2 separate regions of the Mus musculus genome follow, and region 1 is linked to region 2. Evidence: chromatin contacts called from public Hi-C data. All regions are on one chromosome and are shown on one strand. Each heading gives the region's core, a stretch centred on a gene start, on an enhancer-like site or on the middle of the called end of the contact. The rest is flanking DNA. Distances are from core to core; before and after follow the strand shown.

What was found. A called contact is a pair of places that touch in the nucleus more often than the background predicts.
Region 1: a contact with region 2 is called in a Hi-C map of cerebral cortex, with 3 times the contacts expected there. The contact joins two enhancer-like sites. A contact is called at or near these places in 4 of 15 datasets of contacts at CTCF or cohesin (the NIH/3T3 cell line and embryonic stem cells), 78 of 484 Hi-C or Micro-C datasets (the AtT-20 cell line, B cells, Sertoli cells and 37 more), 7 of 115 datasets of contacts at active chromatin or transcription factors (astrocytes, bone marrow-derived dendritic cells, differentiating embryonic stem cells and 3 more) and 2 of 9 other capture datasets (adipose tissue and pancreatic islet).

Annotation. Positions count from the first base shown.
Region 1 is chr13:95,280,348-95,286,040 of GRCm38.p6, forward strand. No RefSeq gene overlaps it. Among named protein-coding and RNA genes, the nearest start is that of Zbed3, 42 kb to the right of the region's middle. Within about 2 kb of position 1,629, at least 39 of the 459 cell types and tissues checked have an H3K27ac peak or open chromatin away from gene starts, as enhancers often do. A contact at or near this core is called in cerebral cortex, where this site is marked.
Region 2 is chr13:95,016,786-95,023,084 of GRCm38.p6, forward strand. It overlaps Wdr41 (WD repeat domain 41), which reads left to right. Exons shown (of 14, transcript NM_172590.3): 11 at 542-663; 12 at 1,332-1,420; 13 at 2,047-2,180; 14 at 4,885-6,299. The coding sequence ends at 5,040. Among named protein-coding and RNA genes, the nearest start is that of Gm48350, 5.1 kb to the left of the region's middle. Within about 2 kb of position 1,351, at least 41 of the 459 cell types and tissues checked have an H3K27ac peak or open chromatin away from gene starts, as enhancers often do. A contact at or near this core is called in cerebral cortex, where this site is marked.

The DNA of each region.
Region 1 (5,693 bases), core at 379-2,878, 260 kb after region 2:
TGCGGTAGCATTCCTTCACAGATACTAGAAGCAACCACCTAGGCCTTCCGACATAAACAGCACAGCTCTCCAGGACTCCTCCGGCCTTCTGCGCTCAAGGGGGACTGCTGAGACATCCAGCTTCATATTTTGAACAAGGACTGGCCTTCCAGTGTGAGACGGCAGTTGCTGGACTACCCAGACCATGGTGTGGAAGGTAATCCAATGAATACCCTTTCAAAGTGTATATTCATTCTATCAATTCTGTCCCTATACGAGAACCCTGACTAATACAACATGGTTTTTGCACTATGGAACTCACTGTGGCTGTGATTACCCACACAAGATTGGTTCCATCAGCAGCCTGTCTTGCAAAGGGGTGGGGCTTGCCAGGCTCCACCCCTTTCTGAGAATTTATGCACAGCTGACAGTTGAGACAGGACAGGCATTTTCTTCAACCATTTAACCACAGAGGAGGTGCCTCTGCTCTCATCAACAAACTCCTCCCCACAGTCCTATAACCAACCTTAATAAGATGCATTGGATCACCAAAATTCTGTCTTATTTATTCCTCTCTCTCTGTCTCTCTGTCTCTCTCTCTGTCTCTCTCTCTCTGCCTCTCTCTCTCTCTCTCTCTCTCTCTCTCTCTCTCTCTCTCTCGTGTGTGTGTGTGTGTGTGTGTGTGTGTGTGTGTATGTGTGCGCGCGCGCGTGTGAGAGAGACTAGAATAAAATGTGCTATGCATGGGTATAAAAATATAATGAATCCATTATCATGTATAATTAACATGTATTAATAAGATCCTTCTTTTAAATCCTAGTATTCAAGAGATAAAGGCCAAAGAGCAAAACAGTCTTTAAAACAAACAGACAAACACCAGCAGCACAAAGCCCCCGCCCCTGTTTGCCATGAGTTAGAGGGTTGCAGAGAGCCCCCGCCCCACGCTTCAGCCCAGCTTAGGTTCCCATGCCTCCATCAGACACCTCCTACTGCACCAGCAGAGGTTGGCACACAAGCACAGTGATGAGGAGAAGTGATGGGGGAGGGGGGGACGGGGCACTCTGCCTTAAATGAGCAGCTGTGTCAACCTCTCAAGAGGGGACAGAAAGAATGGGCGGGCCCACCAACACCTCCCCATGGATGGAGGAGAGGATGATGAAGCCACACTCTCCTCAAGGTACTGTCCAAAATTGACAGTAGTTGAAGGAAGGGTGTCGGTGTTTTCAATGGTATAGCCCTTGCTCCACTGAAAAAAATCTCCCACCCACGTTTGGACAACAAACTAATTAAACTCAGTGAGCCACACACACAAAGAAGACATGCAAGTGGGAGGGGAGGCACGAGAAAAAGGGAAAATGAAAATAATTTGCCTTTATTATATAAATACATGAGATTGCTAAACAATTTTTAAAATTATAGTCCTCTTATTTCCCTAGGTAAAAAGAGAGCAAGGAACTTTTCTTTCAGTATGGGGGACTCCTAAGACTGGACACACAGTATGGCTCCTTTCCTTGTGGAGAGAGACAAGCCACCACTGGTTTCAGACTGAGCCCTCACCCCCTTCCTGTGTGGAGAGGGAGGTGGCCCTCTGCAGAGAATGGCGGGCCTGGGAGTCTGGCCAGTGAGGGAGGACAGGCTTGGCTCCGCAGGGGATCAGTGGCCTCCGGCTTAGCTGCATGCGTCATAACATCATCCAGGCCATGCCCCAGACTTGCCCTCTCCCAATGAGCTTTGCTGATGACACTGGAGCAAAGCCTACACACACACACACACACACACACACACACACACACGAGAGAGAGAGAGAGAGAGAGAGAGAGAGAGAGAGAGAGAGAGAGAGAGAGAGAGAGAGAGAGAGAGAGAAATTGTGCCCAGTTCTCTGCTAAGGAACAGGTAGGGGGAGGCTGCCTGGCCACTCCCTGCTGCCCAGACATTCAAAGAGTCCATTGTTTTTAACCTAAAGCAAAGCACCTGCCTGGGGACATTTTTTTGATTATTCAGGCACAAACACAGTTTGTAAAGAAGCAATATTTTCAGTTAATAAAAGTGCCTACTGAACTCAGGCCTGGCTCAAGATTTGTAGGTCCCTGAAGCCCCAACCCTGCTTGAGACAAAAGCAAAAGACTGTCTGGTGTAGGTGGTGCAGTTTCTAGTTATTATGAGTTGAGGGGAGTTGAGGGGGGAAGGGTGACAGGGCCCAGACTTGGCCGGTCACTTCTTGGATAACCACTGAGCTCCGAGGTGGGCCCAGCCCCATGTTCTGCAAAAAAACAACTCAGTTCCCATTGACTGCTTTCACCTCTCACAAGTTCAAAACCTCCCAGAGCAGCTGAGTAAGCCCCTATCCCCACCCCCTGTTCCTCAGCTCCCCCCACGCTACAAGTCTGCAATGCTAGTTTTAATAGATTTTTCTCCTGATTTTCAATAGAGACTGGAAAACAGGGTGAAATCTTTTTCACATTTAAGTACCGATTAACATCTTAAAAAAATAAGCCTTCCCCACATCTGTATACCACTTCTGCCTCAGGCTCAGTGAGGGCAGTAACTAAGGGTAAGGTATCTAGGAGCCCTACAGAATAAGCCTGCCCTACCCCTGCATGCTGTGTGACACTGGCTACTTATCTAACCTGTCTTTGTCTTACTCCCTCATGCTTAAAAAGGGCATGCTAAAGCACACTGCACACTTAGATGAGAAGATGTCTATGGCTTCATAACTACAGGCTACTATCTTTATTGGACACCTGGTCTGCTCTCCCAGGAGTCTTTTTTGACAGTGTCACTGAGAGAGGAACAGTCAGGCAATCAATGCCTGTGCTGGCTGCAACAGGAAGTTCATGGCCTCTTGGAGAATTCCAGTGACTATAGTTGAGGAGCAATCCCCACACTCTCGCTATGTTCATTTATTACTCATGTCCCATGTGGCCAACAGATGTCCTCCCAGAATCCCCTGCCGGCTTCTCTGCTTTTAGCCACTGAGTTATATCATACCTGTACCTTCTATTGGTCAGGCTCCTCCTCTGTTCCCTGTCTATAGATGCATTCCCACTTATAACAAACCCTATGATGACCTGCTCTAGGTTGGGTATCTGTAAAGCAGTGACTTAGTACATACAGTTTGTAGGTAAGTAATTTGGGGGCATTGAAGAGAATGAAGGAGGAGAAGGGAGAAAAGCCGACGGATGCCTGTGTTAGCTGCAAGTGAATGAGATTCATCCACAGATCCTATCCTCACTGGAATGCGTGAGTGGAGAATTAGAAAATCATTCACCACATCTATTTATTTAAAGCTAAGCTTGCACTTATCCAACCGTCCCTAGAAACCTATCCAAGAGACTAAAACCATGAGCACCTAAAGATTTGTGTGTAAATCTTTGCATATCAGTCAACACTTGGAAATAACCCAACCGACACTGACAGATGGAGATGCATGGTCTAGTGAAGCCATACAAGAGAACTCTCCACACAGTAGCGACTTGAACTGCGGAAAGTGAAGATTGTCATTTTAATGTTAGGAATAAAAGGCAATTACATTCAAATGTGTAGACTGTTACATAATGCTATGCTTAGGTACCTGTGATCGTTTTGTTGGAAGAAAAACTCAATTAAGCAGATTGCCTAACTCAGGTTGGCCTGTGGCCATATCTGTGATGGATTGTATTGGTTGGGTTGGTTGGTGGAATACCCAGCCCACCGTGGGTAGCACCATTCCCTTGGCTTGGGTCCTCAGCTGTATAAGAGTGAAGAAGATGAGATAAGTTGCATGCATGCATGTATGCACTTCGTCCTCTTTCTGCTTTTGACTGTGAATATGAGTGGCTGTCAGGACATTCTTCCTTGACTGTCCCACAGTGATGGGCTATAACTTAGAATTTTAGCTAAATAAACCCTTTCTCTATTAAAGCAGACTGATCAAAGAAACTGCAAACAAAACTAATACCATACTGGATTCATCATTTTAGTTAATACTCATTTCTGGTCAGTTGGGTCTCTTTGTAGGACAGATGGACATCTGGACTGTTAGTTACTATGCCCCAGATTCTCTTTTAGACTGACTCCCAAGGCCAGGCAGGTCAGTGTGCTTAGGTCCATCATGGAAAACCCCACTTCTGTGTCAGACCCTTACTAATAGGGCCAAAAGCAGAACAAGCTAACCTAAGCTTCAATGCATCTTTGCACAGTTCTGGACTGGATTCCTTGAGTGTTAGTCCACTGTTTGCATCCCTTCTCACATCACCTGTATGCTTCACTTTTTGCTGAGGTCACCTCTGATCCCAAGCTCCTGTGGCTTAGAACATTCAATTCCTGCATGATGTCAGTCTGAGAACCTCATTTCCCTGTTGTCTGTTGGAAGTTGCCATAGGCCTTTCACTGGGTAGCACTTTTCACATCACGGTTAACAACATGGTAGATGCTCCTACAAGCCCAGTCAACAAGGACACCCTGGAAAGATGGGGCCAGGCCTTATGTAATCACACACAGGCAGCCATACTTGTCCCAAGCCAAACTTGACTTGTAAGAAGCCAGTCATGAGTCCCCTCCACACACAAGAGGAAGAAAGCATTCAGGGGTGAAACCAGAGAATGAAGATACCAGGGTTCTCGGTAGAAGTCCATCACAGCTTATCCTCTGGCCACCATTGACCTGTATCCTTCCTGCCTTCAGAAAATATTCCCTCTCTCCTAAGGAATTCAAGAATCTCACAGCATGCACAACCTGTTCGGCTGAGTTCACAACAACATCATACGAACAAGGTCCAGCTGTGGATGAGGCCCCTTGGATGTACTTCCTCAGTCTAATAAAACTAAAGACAAGTCATGTGTCTCCTAACTCCATGAAGGAACAATTTCAGTTAAACAGATATAGAAATGCCCATTTTAAAGAGAGAATGAAAAGAGAGTTGCTAGCCATTGTGGTGGGACATGTCTGTAATGCTGGCCCACAGGAAGACTGCAAGTTCTAGACCATCCTGGGTTACACTGTAAGACCTTGTCTAACAATGGAAATAGATTTTTAAAAAATTGCCAATCTTAAAGCCTGCAACATAATGGCTTCTTCCAGAATTCCATGGTAGATTATAAGGATGTAATAATTTCAGAGCATAAACCTCCAGGCTAGGTTGGTTACACCCTCTGGATCTTCCTTTTTTATAACTTTAAAAAAATAATTATTTAATATATGAGTATTCTGTAGCTATCTTCAGACAACACCAGAAGAGGTCACCAGATCCTATTACAGATGGTTGTGAGTCGCCATGTGGTTGCTGGGAATTGAACTCAGGACCTCTGGAAGAGTAGTCAGTGCTCTTAACCACTGAGCCATTTCTCCAGGCCATGGATTGTCCTGTTTTAAGGAATCTGCTTCCACTGGTACATTTTTGAGAACTACCTTATCGCTTTGTGCCCATTCCATCCATTTCAGTTTGATGATGTTTTTGCAGAAATGATTTTCTCAAATATGTTGTGGGTTTCCCACAAATTTCCTTTCACATAAAAGCTGTGACCACTGCTCATTTTGAGTTGAACCTTTATCTACCTAGATTCCTGCTGAGAGGTTGAAGCCAGCTCCATTAAGCTTCCAAATGACATCATCACTGGACAGGATCTGTGAGCTTTATCCCTGGTGTCTTGGGAGGGGCTTGCATATGCCTAAACTCCCTGCAGTATTAACAAAATTTGTACAATGTCCATTGGGGTGTTTTTCCCACTCTGGGCCAG
Region 2 (6,299 bases), core at 101-2,600:
AAAGCGAGCATTAGCAAAAATACTTTCTAAATTCTTAAAGTGCCTTTTTAATTCTTCAGCTGACTTTGGGATAGTGCCACTACAGCATGCACCCCTCCAGGTTGTGTATGGCCTTGTGTTTGCTTAGGATGTGTGGTGGGAGTCATTTTGCCTTCATTTCCAGACAAGAACAGCCGAGTAAATTCCCAAGGGTCCCTGTGCTCTGCGGAAGCCCAGGGCGCACCTCTGCACCTTCCTCCATAGGGCCAGGGTAGCAGCCGCCGCTTCTGCAGCTCTGGTCTCCAGAGAGGAGAAGGCAGGGCTGAGCCACCCTGTGCAGAGCCGTCTCCATTGGGCTTTCTTCCTACTTGCTTAAGGTGCTAACCTTTCCTTGGTGGCTTTGACATTGGGAGCTTGAGAGGGCAGGGCTGTAATTTCTGTCTGAAGGTTGGAAAGGTAACAGTGGCTTTCCGATGTCACACAGGGGCAGGAAATCTATCACACTGGGTAGTGAAGACGAGCTTTATGCCAAGTTCTGACCTTTTTCCCCCTCCCTGCCTAGAATATATTTGCTGCAGTTGGAAGGGGGTTATATGTGTATAACCTACAGTTGAAGCGTGTGATTGCCTGCCAGAAAACTGCACATGATTCCAACATCCTACACATCGATAAACTTCCAAACAGGTACTGGTCCCATCTCTCCTGCAAAGATGAAAGTCACGGTTCCCGGGGTCACCAGCGTAATTTCTGCAGTGGCCAAATTATCTGGCCCCATGTCTTGACCTTGGCATTCTTCTTCAAGTAGAGAGTGTGCCATGACTGACTGTAACCAAAGAGCTGTAGCAATAGATGACAAGTTTACAGAAGCACCAAGGGCTTATTTAAAATTGTCATTTAATAAGGTAAAAGGCCTCGGTCACCTACAATGTACTATTTTTTCTTTTTTCATATTTTCTATAAACTCGTTTCTTTTTATGGTGGTGTATGTTTACAGCTAAAATCAGACAGTAAGCCCATTACATCCTGAGGCTCCTAAATGAGGGTTGATTCGGCAGCTAAGGATCCGGTGATGTCGCCCCGGAGCAGCGTTACGCGTAGCTCCTATAAATAAAAAATAGGAAATGGAGGTGATAGTTTTTTGTCATTGAGCAGTGTCCTATAGTGTCCTGGGTGCTTTGCTGGCAAATGCTTCCAGTTTGAACTGTAAAGCCATGTTAACCTGTGACGGTCGGCCTTGCCACGAGCTGGCTGCAGTCAGAGGAGGGCCGATGGTTTCCATGGTTTTGGCAATGAGCACTTAGCCCCCTGAGACTCTCCTTTGGTCCTTTTCTCTTTGGCTTTTGTTCTCACAGGCAGTTAATCTCATGCTCGGAAGATGGCGCTGTGCGCATGTGGGAGGTCCGAGAAAAACAGCAGCTGGCAGCTGAGCCAGTCCCAACAGGTGTGCGCCTTCCTCCACTAAAGCCAGTCCTCTCCCTCCTCTGTGGCTCCTCCCTCCCTCCCTCCCTCCTCTTCCCTCTCTCCCCTCTTTCTTCTCCACTTCCTTTCTCATCTCATTTGACAGGAAAACAAAAGGTGGTAAAGAGGAACCACAGGAACCATATAGAATATGCTCTGCGTAGGAATCAGACACTCACAGCAAGTGTCTTTTGCCAGTGTAAAACTGTCCCATTATTTCAACTGAATTAATTGCAGTTTTATATTCTGAGAGAAAACTGTGACTTTCATGTAATCTAAATGACCAGGAAGCACCTCCCACCAGCCTGAAGTGCCTTTCTCCTGATTTTCGGTGATTACATACACCCTTCAAGGCTGTTTACTTCTCTTGCATTCCAATGTCTGTCTTCTTGCCACTAGTGGATGGATAGGGCAGCATAGGAGATGAGAAGAAGCTAAGTGAACTAGGAAAACACAACATAATGTATTCCCAGACCCCAGCAGTGCCTGTGCCATCAGCTCAGCCCTCGACAAACCAAGTGTGAGACATGATTGTATTCAAACTTTGTCTTCCCGTAAGGAAAGAGCACGGTAGTTTTTGAAATGACTGAAATGAATGTCCTTTTGTAGGATTTTTTAATATGTGGGGATTTGGAAGAGTAAACAAACAGGCCAGCCAGCCTGTTAAAAAGCAGGAAGAAAACGTTACCACGTGTTCCCTGGAGCTCATCGGAGATCTCATTGGACATTCATCGTCTGTCGAGGTACTTCCAGGAGGCCTGGCTGGGCTTGCTCGTGCGTGTGCCATGCTTCTTTTGAATACAGTTGCTCTACATAAGACCCACACACACTCAGCTGCAGGCTTTTGCAAGACAGGAATATCGAATAAGATAATGATAGTACAAGCAGTTAGGACCATCCTTCATAGAGACAGGATCTGAGGACGCAAGCAATGTATTGGTTTAAGGACAGGCTTACTGGACACTGTATGGGAGGAGGGAGCTGATGACAGGACAGTGTTAGTGACCTTGACAAGAATCAATAGGAAGTGTGCGGTGTTGGGGCTCTGTGTGTAGGGTAAAAGCCTCAACAGACTCTAGTTCCAGGGATCATAACCAAATTCAGAATCCGAATATTGTCTCCATCTGCCCTTGGTTAGTGCCTGTTTGATAGGCCCCTGCTACCTTACCGTATGCATCGTGAAGTTTGGGAGCTGTGCATAAGAGTCTCACTCGTGGCACTGCAAGCTCACTAATATTTTACAGTAAGCACTATTGTTTGTAAGGGAGGAAGGGATTGGTGGCGGTACAGAGGCCATGGGAACTGGTTACAGCGTGACCAGATAGCAGTGAAGATAATGCACTTCCTCAATTGTTCTTCCTGGTTTTAGCTCGTGAGGAACAAATTACCTTTAGTTTGGGTGGGTGTTCATGACTAGAAGCAGCAGCCACACTGGCCACTGAAGATTTTTATAAAATGGAGTCCTTGTTCTCTTGGGTTTTCTACCTCTGTGGAGAGGAAGGAAAAAGACCTAACTGAGCTGTTGATCAAGGCTACTCATGACTGACTCCGGTAAAGGGCAGCTCAGGGAAACACTTCTTGCTGTATTCTGTCAAAGTCTGCAGAGGGAGAGTATTTGAGATGAGCTTCAAAGGTTCTGCCAGCCTAATAGATACAAAGCCAAGGCGCCGTGCGTTCCCTGTTGCTCAGAGCTGTGTCTCGCTCGTCTTTGCCTCCTCTGTGACATTGCCTAGTGCCTCGTTTTTACCTTTGTTTCGGTCTGAGTGGCTGTGGTGCAGAGCACAGGTGGTGAGCATGGTGTGGTGCAAGGCAGGCCTAGCTCATGCTTACACTGTGGCAGAGAGCAGACAGGTCAGATAGACTCACTGGGTTCCCATAGGCAGACATTAATCAGAGAACAACCCTGAAAGAGTAAGGCCAGCGAGTTTGAGCTTTACTTTTACAACAGTGGGAACCCACTGAGCATATGGAATCTGCTTTCCCTGCAGAGCCCGTGAAGACTAGAAAAGGGTATTGAACCCTCAGGGACTGAAGTGAGCTGGTTGTGAGGTGTCATGTAGGTGCTGGGAATTGAACCTAGGCACTCTGGAAGATCTGCTGAGCCATCTCCCCATTAGAAGTTTTAAGCGGCTGGGGAGACCTTTGAGACCGCCCATTTATCAGTCCATGAGTTAAAAGTGCTGGGACCTTGTTGGAAGAGTTTGCTCCTTTGTCTCCGCCCTGTCCCCCAAGGCTGTCACACGCTGTACGTGCCTAGGCAAGCAGCTGTCACTGAGATGCCTCCCCAGCCTGCACGTCAGCATTTTAGAAAAGCACCTTTGGCTTCATTGGCTTCAAATTCAGGCTGATGCTCTCAGGTGCTGCCCTGAATCTCCTCAGGCCTTTTGTGTTCTCCCCACCACTGCCTGGCCCTGCCCTTCTGCCCATGCACCAATGGCGTTCCAGTGGTCCTGAGAATTTTTGCTCTGTATCTCTCCCTTTTACCCCATAGTCATCCGTAAGTCCTAACCTTTGACCTTGCTCTCTTGTCACTGGCTCCTCCCTTCTTACTGGGTCATTAAAGAACCTCGCCTTGTCCTAGGCTTCTCTCTCACACCACCCCTCTCTCTGTCACAGCATCATCTTTTCTGGGTTCTGCACTTGGCCTGTGTCCTGCACCTCCCTAGCACACCCTCTCCCTTTATGTGGCATCTTCTCTCCCTGGTCTTCTGCTGTTATAGCTGGGTCTCTGTTCTGAGTTTCTGTGGCATGGATTATAGAATCCTTCATTGGTGCCCCAGTTGCTGGCCCTCGTTTTCACAATGAGCTGAAGTCACCTAGTAAACGCTGTGCACTGACTTAGCATCTCAATTTTATAGAAATCACTGAAGCCAGTGTTTATCTCAGAAAATCTGGGATTAAGACATTTTTATTGGTAGCCATTTCTTAGTAAATCAAGTGTGAGTGGACCCGTGCCTGACAAATCTTAAAGCCAATATGTGAATAATTAGATTGTGGTAAACTCAGATGATATTTAAGAACTCATATACTTTGCAGGAATAGCTGTTACCGTACTTCCGTAGTTAGTCAACAGAATACATTGAAATACTAAATACTGATTGTGGCAACAGATTTTGAGGACACTTTTCACTAGGCATGGTAGCTTGTGCTTGGAATCCCAGCACTAGGGAGGCTGATATAGCAGGAGGCTGTGACCTTAGTCAGGTGGAAGCCTTAGTCAGGAACTGAGCCCTGACTGAGCTTCAGGATACAGCCTAGAGGTGGAGCAGTGTGCATGACCCTAGCTTGGTTCACCAAGGCTAAAAACAAGGAAGTCTCTCATCAGACAATGAAATCATGCTGTGTTCAAATCCAAAGAAATCCCCACGGTTGAGTAAAGTGTGCTTGGTTACCTAGCTTCAGTCTCTTCCTGTCAGTCTCGAATTAGTGTTTCAATTTATTTTACAGATGTTTCTATACTTTGAGGATCATGGACTAGTGACATGCTCTGCAGATCATCTCATTATTTTGTGGAAAAATGGAGAGCGAGAATCTGGAGTACGCAGCTTAAAGTTATTTCAGAAGTTAGAAGAGAACGGTGACTTATACCCAGAGTCCCCTTGAAGGAGCCAGACAGGCGTGCAGACCCGAACCCCGCACAGCCAACACAGCGCGCCCGGTACCCTGAAAACCATCAGCACACTGACCCCTTACTGTACTCTTTTCTTGCCTGTGAAGGTCTGTCTGTCTGTCTGTCTGTCTGTCTGTAACACCTGTCCACTCAAGAACATAGCACAACATGGCCTTGTTGCTGTGCAAGTGGTGGGTGCTGTGTTCTGTCCCTTAAAACGGTAGAAAAAATGATAACTGTAAGGTTGCCACACACTATTTACAAGTGTTCTTTTGGGTTCCCTTAGAGACTGTCTGAGACTTGTCATGGGAGATGTATCCTCTCTGCTGCTCCTCAGAAGCCATCTGTGTCCAACAGAACCAGACTTGAATATTAGCCCCCCAAAAGGAATTCTACTCTTTAAGTACAATGATTTTGTTTGGTACCAACTAATTTAAGTCATTGAAAAAATAATATTTACTCTTGCCCACTAAAATCCCTGTGTCCTCCGGTCCCCAGGCGTCATCTGAGCATTTCTTTCTCAGTGTGAACTGGCCTGACCCCTCACTGACAGAATAGTCTTCAGGTGTTTCTGGGATGCGTCCTGGGTTAGGAAGGAGGCACAGCTTTTTCTCAGGTCAGGAACTGTAGCTGAGTTGTCCTGTTTGCCTTAAATGGTTGAGAGCAGCTTCACTGTTCAGCTCTCTGAACATCCACTAAGACTGGACCATGTTCCTCGCCCTACCAGCCTGATGACAGTACTCACTTTGGGCACTAAAATGTAAAATATACTCCACACAGTAAGAATGGGGGAGGGGAGGGTTGATTAAGAAATCTTATTAAAGACAGGCAAGATGAATGTACGTCTACAGATGTGTGTGTGTACACACGTACTCTGCTCCCTAGATGGACACGCGAAATTCTTGCTTCCGCTAGTTCTAACATTCACAGCTGTCTACAGCCAAAGCTTGGTAGCATTAAAATCATAGGGCGATGAGTGGCAAAATGTTAGACGTGAGGAAGCCAAGACCGGGGTAGGAAAGCCCTCTCTCCAGTGCCCATCACCATCACTGAACAGCCTTAAAAGCAGAGGCCAGAGGAGGAGAGTGAGGAGGGCTGAGCGGGTGACCTGGTGACCAAGTTAGGAAAACCAGAGTGTTCCCAGTCCTTGCTGCTGGCACAGTTCACAATGAAAATAGCTTTATATAAAAAGATAGCATTACAGCATGAGCTGCCTTAGTTAGGACGTAGCAGGATGCAAATGGGAAAATCT